2 separate regions of the Gasterosteus aculeatus genome follow, and region 1 is linked to region 2. A link is a contact called in public Hi-C data. All regions are on one chromosome and are shown on one strand. Each heading gives the region's core, a stretch centred on a gene start, on an enhancer-like site or on the middle of the called end of the contact. The rest is flanking DNA. Distances are from core to core; before and after follow the strand shown. Region 1 holds the start of LOC120825236 (multiple PDZ domain protein). Region 2 has its middle 30 kb from the start of gtf2e2.

Region 1 (6,252 bases), core at 2,291-4,790, 110 kb after region 2:
AAAGCCACGAGATTGACAAATGCATTTGTGAAGGAATGCCTCAGCTGTCTGAGTGCAATAAACACCGCCTTCACGTTCTCTGACACTCAGACCTTTTACCTCGCGGAGCTTAAATGAACCCAACGAACAACAGACGACTGGAACTGCAAAGTCGTGATGAAACACGGCTTGTCAGAGTGGCAAAACGGGCCCTCGGGTTCCGTACGGCCCACTCAAACTGAATTAACTGCACACGGCGTGGAAGTTGGAGGCATATAACCAGGAGCGCTGTAGTCGTCAGAGGCGTTATCAGAGTCCTTGTCTAATACACAAGTGTGTGCGTGATGTTTTCCTTATCTGGAGGTTTGTATGTTTAATCTGTGATCCCATATTCAAATCACACGCTGCGTCCACTGCAGGCTCACGACGCCGTCTAAACCCACACCGAATACTGCGACGCATCAACAGCTCCAAACAAAGAACGTCAGACCAGCTCGGCCAATGAAGCGAAACAATCTCAAATTAGCAGAACTATCCCTCGGCCCACTCCACCTCCACCTTCCATTTCTCACAAGGGGCTTTCGTGTTCCTCCAGCATCATCACAAGGGAAAGGAATCTGTGACCTGGTGACACACGCCTGCTGTAAGCAGAATTGCACGTCTCACAGCTCTTAGGGACTTTTCCTTATTTTTTAAACCGTCTGCGTCGCATCTTCACTCAACGTTTAACAGCGGCGAGTCTGAGCTGTGACTTCCATGCTGAGAGGCATCCCCCCCCCCCGGCCGTTAGAACATCCACAAGGGAAGAGGTCTGGAGATCGGACGGCAAAACAAAAACACCGCGGAGGTCACGAAACAAAAAGGCACCTTCTCAGCAAAACATATCATTTCTTCTTTTTCTTTTTCCTTTCTTCTTTCTCCGCCGTTTGAAAGAAAGAACATCGCTTAAGACACAAGCAGATGGCCTGCTGAGCAGATGATTTGGTGATATCCATCTCGCACACAAACACAATAATCTCTTTGGAGACAGGTTGGCGCTTAGAGCGAAAGCCACGGAAATGGCAGCGAAGCAAATCCATGTCAAATTCTCTCTGACAGATAAGCCCCTCAACCCCCCCCCCCCCCCCTCCCATCACCTGCACAGGGGAACCGCTTCTCTCACCTGCAGCCCTGAAGGATGAGCACACGTGCTGTCCAGCCGACGGCGCCTACAAACCGCCCTGCGCGTGACACTGAACGGGCCGTTTGCACAAAATATATTCTCTGCTTTGGAAAAACCACCCAAGCAGCCACAGCGGTGAGCCACTGAGGGCGGCTTCAATTGCAAGATTTGTGCATTTATGTGCAGCCCGCTGCAAGATAAATCATGTCATTCATCATCAGCGTGCACGCACGATGAGATCAGCGTTTGCTTGTGGGAATTTAGCAAGAATGAGGGAGAGGGGAGCGGGGGAGAGGGGGGAGGGGGGGGTCTGAGGGAAGGTGCTCCTCTCAGTTTCAGGTCAAGATCGAAGAGCTGGGCAACCTTCAGCAAATCTCAGTTGCACATCAAGGTCATCTGCCCCCCCCCCCCCCCCCCCCCCCCCCCGCTACCCCGGACGCCTTCTCTGTTAAAACAGATCCGTTGCTTCTTGTCCGTATGCGCACGGAGGACACTGGCTCTTTTATTGTCTCTGGACTGCGGCCCGGCGCGGCACGGAATGGGCTAACCGCATTCCGATACACTGTTTTTACCCCAAACGGCAGAGGCAGGTGAAATGCTTTCTATCTGCCCCCCTTGCAATCTACCCCCCCACACTCTTTGGGTCGCAGACGCACGCGGCCACAGAATGACAACCGTGTGTTCAATATGATCGCATCGATTATTCGGGAGGGTAATCGGTGTCACGAGCCCCGTCACCTCATCGGAACCAACAAGTCGCCCGAGCATCATGTGTGCGAATCCAGCAAACTACCCCCCCACACCCCCCCACAACCACCACCACATCCTGGTCCTGTAAGGGCCACTTTCCGCACCCCTTAAGCGCAAGGCCACATTCCCAGATCAGATGCGAGGACCGCGGAGGTGTGATGGCGTTCGGGAGCCACACTTGGAATTTAACCCCCCTAAAAAGAGAATATGTGCAGGAATAGAGAGTGGGTCCTTACCGTGGCATCAGCGGTATAGGCGCATACACATCCAGCGTTCGGAGGAGTCGGGAATAAACCCCCGTTTTCATACAGTCCCCCGGATCCCGGATGTAAATATATTTCCCCAGTCGATTAAATAACGTCACCGATCGGATCCCGCTGCTGTGGTTAAATGTTGCCGCAATAAAATAAAAAATGTATGTAAAAATAAAAAACAACAACAACCGCAGGCAAATCTTACCGACAGAAAGGATGGAGGTGAAGCTGCGGGTGTAATAAACCCACGGCCGCGTGCTCCGTATCCCGATCCGCGCGCGCACGGCTGCAGGTACCGGGAGATCGCGTCCGTCCAAATGCACTAAATCCAGTGGAGTGCTGGCGGAGGATAGAGGCGTCTCTCTTTCTCTCTCTGTCTGTCTGTGTCCCCTCCTCCCTCCCTCCCTCCCTCCCCTTTCTCTCTCTTTATCTTCCGCGGCCGCCTTTATGTTCTTACTGACTTCTGCTGAAGTCCACAGGCGCAGCGCGCAGCAGAGCAGAGGACCGTGGTCAACACGCACGCACGCGTGCATGCACGCACGCATACACACACACGCGCACACACAGTGAGGGAGAGAACACAGAGAGAGAGACACAGAGAGAGAGAGACACAGAGAGAGAGAGGGGTCAGAAATGACAAACCAATTTGGAGGCGCGGTGGATGCTCGGTTGATAGAGCGCAGCCCGGCGAAAGGAGCGTTGCGTTGCAGTCGGGCGGGGAGCCGAGGAGGAGGAGGAGGAGGAGGGAGGGAGGGGGGGAGGGAGGAGGAGGGAGGGAGGGGGCGCATGAAATGGGGGTGTGTGGTGGAAAACACGGAGCTGGATTATGCCCCTTAAATCGCTGGAGCGAGGGCTCCACCTGCCGTGTGAAAGCGAACAGGGGTTCCCAGAATGTTCGTGGTGGGGACGTTTTAGGATGTTGTTGGACATTCTGGAAATGGCCTTGGCTCAAGGAGCCCAACCCAAAAGTAAGGTGTAACTGGTCGCATCCTCTACCAAATACAGAGGAACAAAGGTCAATTTGGGACCAAGTTAGACCCAATAAATTACTCTGCAAGTCTTAATTTAAGGTTTAAAAAAAGGCAAGAAAATAACAAATTAGCAGGAAAGGAAACGTGATTAGATGTTTTTTATAGATTGGTTTAATTCTTTGGAAAGTTGGCATATATTAACTTTATTCTTATCATAATTAACTGTGATATATAGCTATATGATATAGGTATCATCGTGGGGCAGGGCCTGTCCTTCATTCGTGTTTATTTACAGAAGTCTGAAATACACAAAGAAAACGGAGTGAACAAATCCCACTTGGCTCAGTCGAGGCCTCCGCCAACAAGCTGCGTCCCACTGAAACGCATTTGACGGGATTAAAGCGGCAGTCGGGATGAGCCTCTTGTTGCCTGAAGATCACAAGGGTGACATGCGCACTGCGCGGAACGCGCTCTCCAGCCTCAGGACACGCACGAGAAAAAACAAAAAAAACGCACAACGCGCTTCTCGATGTCTCGCCGTCGTCCAATCAAGCATCTGTGACCTGTCCCGTCCGGGGAGCGTCCTCCAAGCTACTTTCCGCAGGTGCATTTTCTCCCTGCGGACCGGCGGAGGAGGCGCAGGACGCGCTGCGCCCCTTGGAGCTGCGCGCGGAGGGCGGGTGGATGTGGGGGTGGGGGGGACCTGTTGATGTAGAGCCCACCGGCGCAGCAATGGAGGTGAGAGGAGGCTTGATTCGGCCGAAGTGTCCGTCTGTTCGTCACGGTGATAGCCTCGAACGCGCTGCGGTCATTTATAAAGAAATGAGCTCATCGCCGCGTTGATTTAGATATCAAATTAGTGCCTGAAGGGGCCACGTAAACACTGTAAGCCATTCATTTGTACTGATTTCTTTTTTTATCATCCTGACCGCATCGCTTTAACATCAACAAGTATTTAGATATATAGATTAAATGTTCCGCTGTGAAGGGCATGTAAATGCTGCCTATCATTGCCCCCCATCCCCCCTAATTGGATTGCAGATGAGACGTTGTCATTTTCCCCTGCAAATCAAATCATGTCAATGATATCATGCTTTGATGCTATACAGGCTATTCCCTCCCCCGTCAAGGAATGAATGGGAGGCCCTTGTGTGTGTCGCTGTTAATTACCGTTACTGACTGATAAACCCTCTTGGAGAAGATTTAAATCCGGCTAAAGAGTATTAGTTGACAAGCAAACAAACAGGCCTCGGTCGAGAGGACGTAGAGGTGAAATGAAACACATGTAGACACACAAACTATTCCTGTGCACATGAGGCGTTACTTCCTTTTCCTGCTTTAATTGTAATAATGACAAATGCATTTTCTGTGTGCGTGTGTGTGTGTGTGTGTGTGTGTGTGCGTGTGTGTGTGTGTGTTGTTGATGTAGGAGACAAGAATGTAACAGATACAGAAAAAGTCACAAAGACACGATTCAACCCCCCCTGCACAACAATACGCAGAGGGCCCCCGATGGAAATGATGGGTAAGTGCATCCCCCCCTCCTCCTCGCCCCCCGACCCCCCACCCTCCAGCCCCCTGCCATGACCGTCATCAAAGGGCTTACGATTCAAGGTGTCAGGCGTGGGTTTACTGTAGCCAGACAGGGGGGTCACACGCACAGGTGGCACACAACTCGCAGTCTGGTCGGTAGTCAAAACTTTGCCGGGGAAGAGTTTACAGGGTCTTAACCTTCTGCCAGGTACAATTACTTTGAGTGTGGCTTGTGCTCTTTAGCTGCGGCCCCGACCGAATAAACAAGGGTGATGCGACCTGACGCAACACCTCAGCTGTTTGCCTTTGCTCTCCTTATTGTTGCAGAATTTGAAGTTATTGGTCAGCCCCGTTGCAGGTGACCAGGTGAGATTTGAGAAGAGAGGAGTGTGACGTTTGACAGTTTGGTCTTGAAAAGGAATGGCCCTCTGGCGGGCTTGTTCCAATACGTAACACTGTGCTGACAGAGAAATCCACCCGTCCTCCCGTCATATTCTAATGACCGGCTTCTTAGCAAAGTCACGTTGAAAGACTTAGAATGTATTTCCTCGTCGCTTCAATTAAGGCCTGGCATTTCACAGCTTATTATCAAAGGTCCAGGTCTGTGCCGGGGTCCCACAGCAGCAGCAGCTACAACATGTGGAGAAATCCTGCTTCAGAGTGGCTCAAAACGATACGCTCTTTCCGTGCAGATGCCCAGCTGGCCTTGGAGGCCGTGGAGAGACTGCAAGCCAAACTGAAGGAGCGAGGAGAGGCCCCCACCCAGGAGAAACTCTCCCTGCTGAAGACGGTCCTGCAGAGCCCCCTGTTCCATAATATACTCAGCTTACAGCAAGCTCAGCGGAAGCCCCCGGTGAAGGTACAGAGCGAGCACGACTGCGTGGGTGTTTTGGTTTATATAGGATGGTGGGGAAGCAGTCGGAATCGTTCCCAAAATACTGAATGCGCAAACCAAACTGGGTGAATAATCAGCTTACCTAAGCTTACCACTAAAGCCCCGACGGAAAGAAGAGGGGCAGAGAGAAGAAGGCAAGGAGAGTGTCTGTAGATCATACTGAGGAGCCGGCATTTCTCAGCCTATATGTGCGTACATATATATATATATATGTACACACATATATATACATATATATATATATATATATATATATATATATATATGTGTGTACAGTGGGACTTCCTCAAGGTAGTAGACCTTGTCAACCAGTAGTTATTCGTAAATAAGTACATTTTCTCACACAGGTAACTTATGTACGATATCTCTGTACTTGTACTCAACCGGAATATTCCTATTTTCTGCAGGTTATACTTCTACTCCACTATAATTCAGAGACAAATATTGTAGTCTTGAGTCAGTCAAGTCCAGAGTCAAGATATGCAAGTTCTGGAGTAAAGACAAGGAATCTTCCAGGTCAAATCCTAAATCAAGACAGTCAAGCTCAGGGTCAAGACAGGAAATATGATACAGTCAAGTTCTGATTCAGGTCCCAAATCAGGTCCTGAGTAAAGTCCTTTGTTGACCATTGTTTGGTATACAAACAAAAGGATCTTTGGAAGCATTTGTTTTTCTTACTGCCTCTGCTTACAGCAAATCGATTGGATG
Region 2 (5,589 bases), core at 166-2,665:
GTGCCAGGCGCTATGTGATTGGATCAGCAGGCATGGATGAAGGGCTGTGTGTGCCTGTGTGTGTAGGTGTGTCTCTGATGTGCGGGTGTGGGTTTGTATGACCCGAAGAAAAAAAACGTTGACCCTTGAGTTTCACCTGCTGCTTCTTTTTCCTTTCTGGGGTTTAAATGTTTTCTTTCTTCTTTTTTTTCTCGGAAATTTAAGGTTGACTTGTGGAGCTAAATAGAAACCACAGGTTCATGCTCAATTATTAATAACTCATTTGATAACTCATTTGTTTGGGAAATGTTTTGTTTGACATGGCTTATAAAAATATATATTTATTTAACTCCACACACCACAGAAACAGATAAAACAGATAAATACTTATTTGTGCAAAATAGAAATTTGAGAGTTAATTAAAAGACAATAATTCAATGATTCCCTATTTGAGTTGCAACAACTGTCATTTCACATTTACAATGCACAAATCAAAACAACATTTCATTTCAGAATGTTCTCAATAATATTCTCACCGTAAGCAGTAAGACCCTCGGTGAAGCGCCACCTTCAGCCGCTGCTCCGCCAAGCTGTAAGGACAACGATGGAGTTCCCACTGCCACGAACTCAACCCTGCAAATAAATATGAATTCTTTTGAGGTAGAAGCTAAATCTACAGACCAGTGCAAAAGTGAACTGTGACACAGGGCGATTCAATGAAGGAAAAACACTTTTCCTATGAAACTAGTTGGCCCTCATTTACTACTAAAGTGATTAGCATGTGAAGCACGTGTATTCATTCAGTATACTTTCACCAGCTAGCATAGAAGTGATAACGCTAGCTATTGATGTGCTCAGGTGCTCTACTTGATGTTGAATCCACAGGTATTTACTTAAAGACGAAACCTTTAAATTATATATATATATATATATATATCTCCTTCCAACCTCTCTGGGGACCGACTGTCAGTATTCCAATGTCCTCACTTCACAAAACCAGACTGACATGAAGAAAAGACTACAGGGTCGGTTCCTCCACCCCGACAGGATGTTTGAAGCTGGACTCCATTTTTTCAGGTGAAACTTTGCGATGGAAATGCTTTTCATGGGTGCTCCTGGAGCTCAACAGAAGCCGTATGTCTCCTTGCAACATTGTTTTCCAATAAAACAGCCCCCATCGCCTGTCCTTGAGAGTCTCTACTCAGTCAAACAGCTAAGAGATCAAACCCCCCTCATGCCGTTCCTCGACATACAGCGGCAACATTTGTACAAAGCAATCCTCAATCGAAGGTTGAGATACGATTGTAAATCTGATGGGTAAGACTTTGCGTGTCTGTGAATGTGTGTGTGTGCGTGCATCCGAATGAGGGGTAATCGAGGTGCTTCATCCCTTAGTTTTGATAAGGGGACTAATGGTGCATGCGGTTGCCGTGGAAACCTTTGTTTGAACATAACAGTACAAGGATCTTCATTCCTCCACACAACACACATATAGGCTCGCTCCCTCCCTCCCTCCCTTTTTTTCTCTCTCTCTCTGTCATATGAGTGCGTACTTCTTGCATCAGTGATTTGAAAAGAGGCAGGAGATACATAATGACGAGTCCTTGGATGTTGCAGCAAACAGCCGGATTCTTAATCCTCTTCCTGTCTTTGAGGGTTTGAGTCGGGCCGGATCTCGTGAGGATGTTTAACAAGTGAAAAATATGATATATTTTTAATATGGGCCGCAGCTCATCAAAACTATGTAATGTGTGGGACGTACACAATATGTAGTGACATACACAACATAACCCAGCCTCACTTTATCTTCCCAGGTGACCGGCGTTCACGCTGAGAGTGTGTTGGTAAATTGTTAATATTGCGAGGTGCATTGCTCCCTATACATTTAAATGGTTCTTAAATTACATTTTAAATTTAGATGAGCTGCTTCGGTTAGCTGACAAATGTGTTGTCCTGTTCACTGAGGGAGGGCTCGGGGCATCTTGCTCCTACGGAGGCTGTTCACCCCAGGACCGAGCAGCCAATCAAAACGCACAACACATCTTTTTTCTTTCTTTTTTGTTTTTGCCTGTGTAATGTTTAAGTCTTTGGGCTGTTGAAATGAACAGTCTTTTAATCAGGCCCATCCATTATGGCAGGTAATCATGCTCGCAGAAAATAACCTCAAATTGAGTGTTTGATGATGCTTCACCAATTTCTTCTGTAAACTCCCAACATTTGCACAGCCACTTCTCACACAAAACCCTTAATGGTTATTGTCAATACTCAACAGTACCAACTCGGCCCACCCACCGATTCTATGCAAATACCGATGATCCAAGCCATGTAGGTACATACATGATGGAGATATGAGCCTGTATGCACCCAAAATTCAACCCACACATGCTTTAGCAGCAGTATACCAAAAAGGCAAACACTTTGTTTTTAGGACCTTTCTGTGGATGCTCCGTATTCCTGCATTCGCTGATTTATGTGAGCTAAATATATCTCACATAAATCTCCGGACTGGAGTTTGAGATTCAGAGCTGTGGGTCTGTGTTCTTTGAAAAAAATATATATATACTGTGTGCCAGCACACTCAGACTTATCGAAAAAGCATTCAATATAACTCTTAGGAACTATAAAAGAAATATGAAACAATAAATTAAAAGGAAAAACTTGTGACATTTTCAACTTTGGGCTTGAATCTTCACAATACTCTCTTCATACAATGTCTTTTCATGTGGTGCTGAAGAGTGGACCAAGTAAAGGGGTAACTGGAATGGCACCCGTGAGAGGAGGAAAATACGGTCTCACCGGTCAACTCTGTCTCACAAGGTGTCTTTCTGATTTACTGTAGCCATAGCAACTGGCAACCAGAATCTCCTGAAGGGGAATGCGAGAAGAAAATGTGATTCATATCCAAACAGCCTGAGCATCCAAATATACTGAGGTAAACTGCCACCCCCAGACAGTCAAGCTGACAGCTGTGAGGGGATGGGCCGAGCAGAAAACAAACAAACAAAAAGAATCAGCCTCTGCCTCCGTTCGCTTCATCGGAGCCGCATCACTCGTGGTCATTCTTATCTGTTTGCCTCCTCTGATTTCAGTCGTGTTGACTCGTACCGACAAAAGTGCACCATGGTACGAAGTAATAAGTTTGTCATGCCAGCAGAGAGGAATAAAGGACAGTAAGACTGGCAGCTTTCATACACGCTATGGCCCAGGTTAGAGAAGGGGCCTTGTGAAAGCAGCATTTTTCCTTGTTTTTTTTGTTGTTCCCTGAAATACAAACGTGTTAATGTAGCGAGAGCCACACGGATTCATTAGTTCAACTGAGTTCAAGAGAAGTTAATTATTTTAGGACAGGACTACTCTGAGCTTTCCTATGAGTCCCATGGAATTTATGACCTCCCGCTTGCTGTCAAAGTTCACAACCATAGTTTAAAGGTCAGAAGATTGTCATGGACAAATTAAGCTTATATATTTAATAAATATAGCTACCATGATGGATTCATTCACTTCCCCGCTAACTTTGTCTTTGTAATTGCAGCGCATAGGTTTTGGTTGCTTAGTAACGGCAGGGCCTTCACTGCCTAATCACCTTGGATGAATGGATGAAAGCATCATAGCTGGCATTGTTCTTCTTGTTTTAGACGCAACATGTGAGCAGCCTCTAAACTATTTTCAATGACTGTTTAGCATTGTGAGCGGTGCTTTAGCATCCCTGAGTGCCATGCTCGGTGACACGCTGGGTGCCATGCTGGGTGCCATGCTGGGTGCCACGCTTTTTTTCGCTGCATGTGTCTACTGCAGGAAAATAAATTAATCTCAGAGCGAGTGGGCTTCCAACATTGTTAATGCTTTTGCTACCAGGAGCTATATCAGTAAACCATCCGTACCCTCATCTGAATCCCAAACAGCAGGCATGGAAGAAGATAAGTGTGGTAGTGGAGAATCAGTGTCCAATCATTAGCCGCGATTAATCGTGGTAACCTGTGGTTAAAGCTCTCTCCATCTCCAGCTACTGTCTTGCTCTCTTGTTCCTAACTTACTGCAGCTAGCGGCGGATTCGTTTCCGGGGTCAACTTTGTTTACTTCCGGTCTTAGACCAAAGTTGTGTTAACCGCGTTAAAATATCTTATCGCATTAATCTCTGCGACATTAATCGCATAGATTGCCATAATCTTGACAGCCGTAGTATATATATACTACAACAGAACACGTGGGCTGGAAAATAATTACTCAAGTTACTTAACTTTAGACCAGCCCTAACGTTAATGTCACCAGCTAGAATACCTAATACAGTTTAGTGCTGCATGCTATTACGTAGCATTGGTGTTTAACACCATACCAATTATTTACTTTTCCTGGTGGTAGAGATCAAGAGCATCAAGGTGGAAAAGGCACAGTAGGGGCAGAGACATTCTAGTAGAAATAAAAGTAAAACAAGACAAAACAGAAACTGCATGGTCATGTTTGCAAAAAATATGCCAATATTTTGCTCGATTAAAAATATTGCAGAGGGCTGCGCGATCTCTCCATGTGCACTGGTTTCTTCTGGTGCAACCACTACATATTCTTAATTGTAAGAGTTTTTTCATCCTGACCTCAGGCCATTGTCTCCTTAGAATGAAGTGTGATTTGCACACTTGGGACGATGTAATCAGTTATTTTGATCAGTTAAGCTCGCTCCGTTTTAAGAGAAGCAAATGAATCCATTTCAGAAAGTAATTTCACATAAGTCTGGCCAACTCTACTGGCTCCCCACAAAAGGCGCACTGGCAATAACCCCGTGTCTGTCTGTCATATACACCAGGGACCAGCCCTCTGCCGCTCTCCCATCCCAGCGATCGTCTAAATGTCAGTGTTTTCCGGGGCTCCTAATGTGTTCTCAAAATAGCTTTGCCATGGCTGAGCCTCCGTGGAAAGAGGCGCGCTCTAGAAAAAGGCATGGTGAGTCTGACTCACAGCAGAGGCAGCAGAAACACCATGCCATCCCAAAGCCAATTAAACATGCATGGGGGTGTGCGTGACCTAAAAAAAAATCTGATGGATGGCCAGTCGTCTTTCCCACTCTTCCTCTCCCCTCGTTTGTCACTCTTCTTCTCCTTTTTTGCCAATTAGGGTGAATTATTCAGGCTGCATGTACCTGTTGAGTGTTTTTTTTCTCTCCAACGAGCACTGTCAGGGAAAATTGAGGCGAGGTGATGATAATAATTACCAATGCTAATTATTAGTAATACTACTAACGTTAATATACTAGATACTAATTAGTTGTCTGTCACGGCGAGAGTTTGATCAACCAAAGGGCCGCATGACAATTCAAATCCTGTAATTTGATACAATAAATACATTTCAATGACAAGAATTCCAGAATGGGAGGTCATATGTTCCATTCCATTGTCTTCTATGAGTATCTAAGCCAGAGCGGGAATTGTGCCGCTTGTGCTTCATCGGGCTCAACAGAGCAGAAGAAGGAAATGGGAGATGTCGAAATGCCATACCGTATAAGGATGGGCGGATTTTCCGCATTCAATCAAAGTCAAACTCGGCCTTAAATGTCATAGTTGCCTTAATTAACAGTGACCACAATGTAATATCTGTTTCACAATGGAGGGCTGCTTGATG

Evidence for each region. A called contact is a pair of places that touch in the nucleus more often than the background predicts.
Region 1: a Hi-C map of skeletal muscle shows a contact between it and region 2, with 2.5 times the contacts expected there. The contact joins the promoter of LOC120825236 here to the enhancer-like site in region 2. A contact is called at or near these places in 2 of 6 Hi-C or Micro-C datasets (skeletal muscle and tail fin).

What each region holds. Positions count from the first base shown.
Region 1 is chr9:506,655-512,906 of fGasAcu3.hap1.1, forward strand. It overlaps LOC120825236 (multiple PDZ domain protein), which reads left to right and starts at 3,541. Exons shown (of 43, transcript XM_078080629.1): 1 at 3,541-3,854; 2 at 4,546-4,641; 3 at 5,342-5,508. The coding sequence starts at 4,629. adgrl3.1 (adhesion G protein-coupled receptor L3.1) reads right to left here and starts at 2,899. Exons shown (of 23, transcript XM_078080611.1): 1 at 2,351-2,899.
Region 2 is chr9:398,881-404,469 of fGasAcu3.hap1.1, forward strand. No RefSeq gene overlaps it. Among protein-coding and RNA genes, the nearest start is that of gtf2e2, 30 kb to the left of the region's middle. Within about 2 kb of position 1,416, at least 1 of the 9 cell types and tissues checked has open chromatin away from gene starts, as enhancers often do.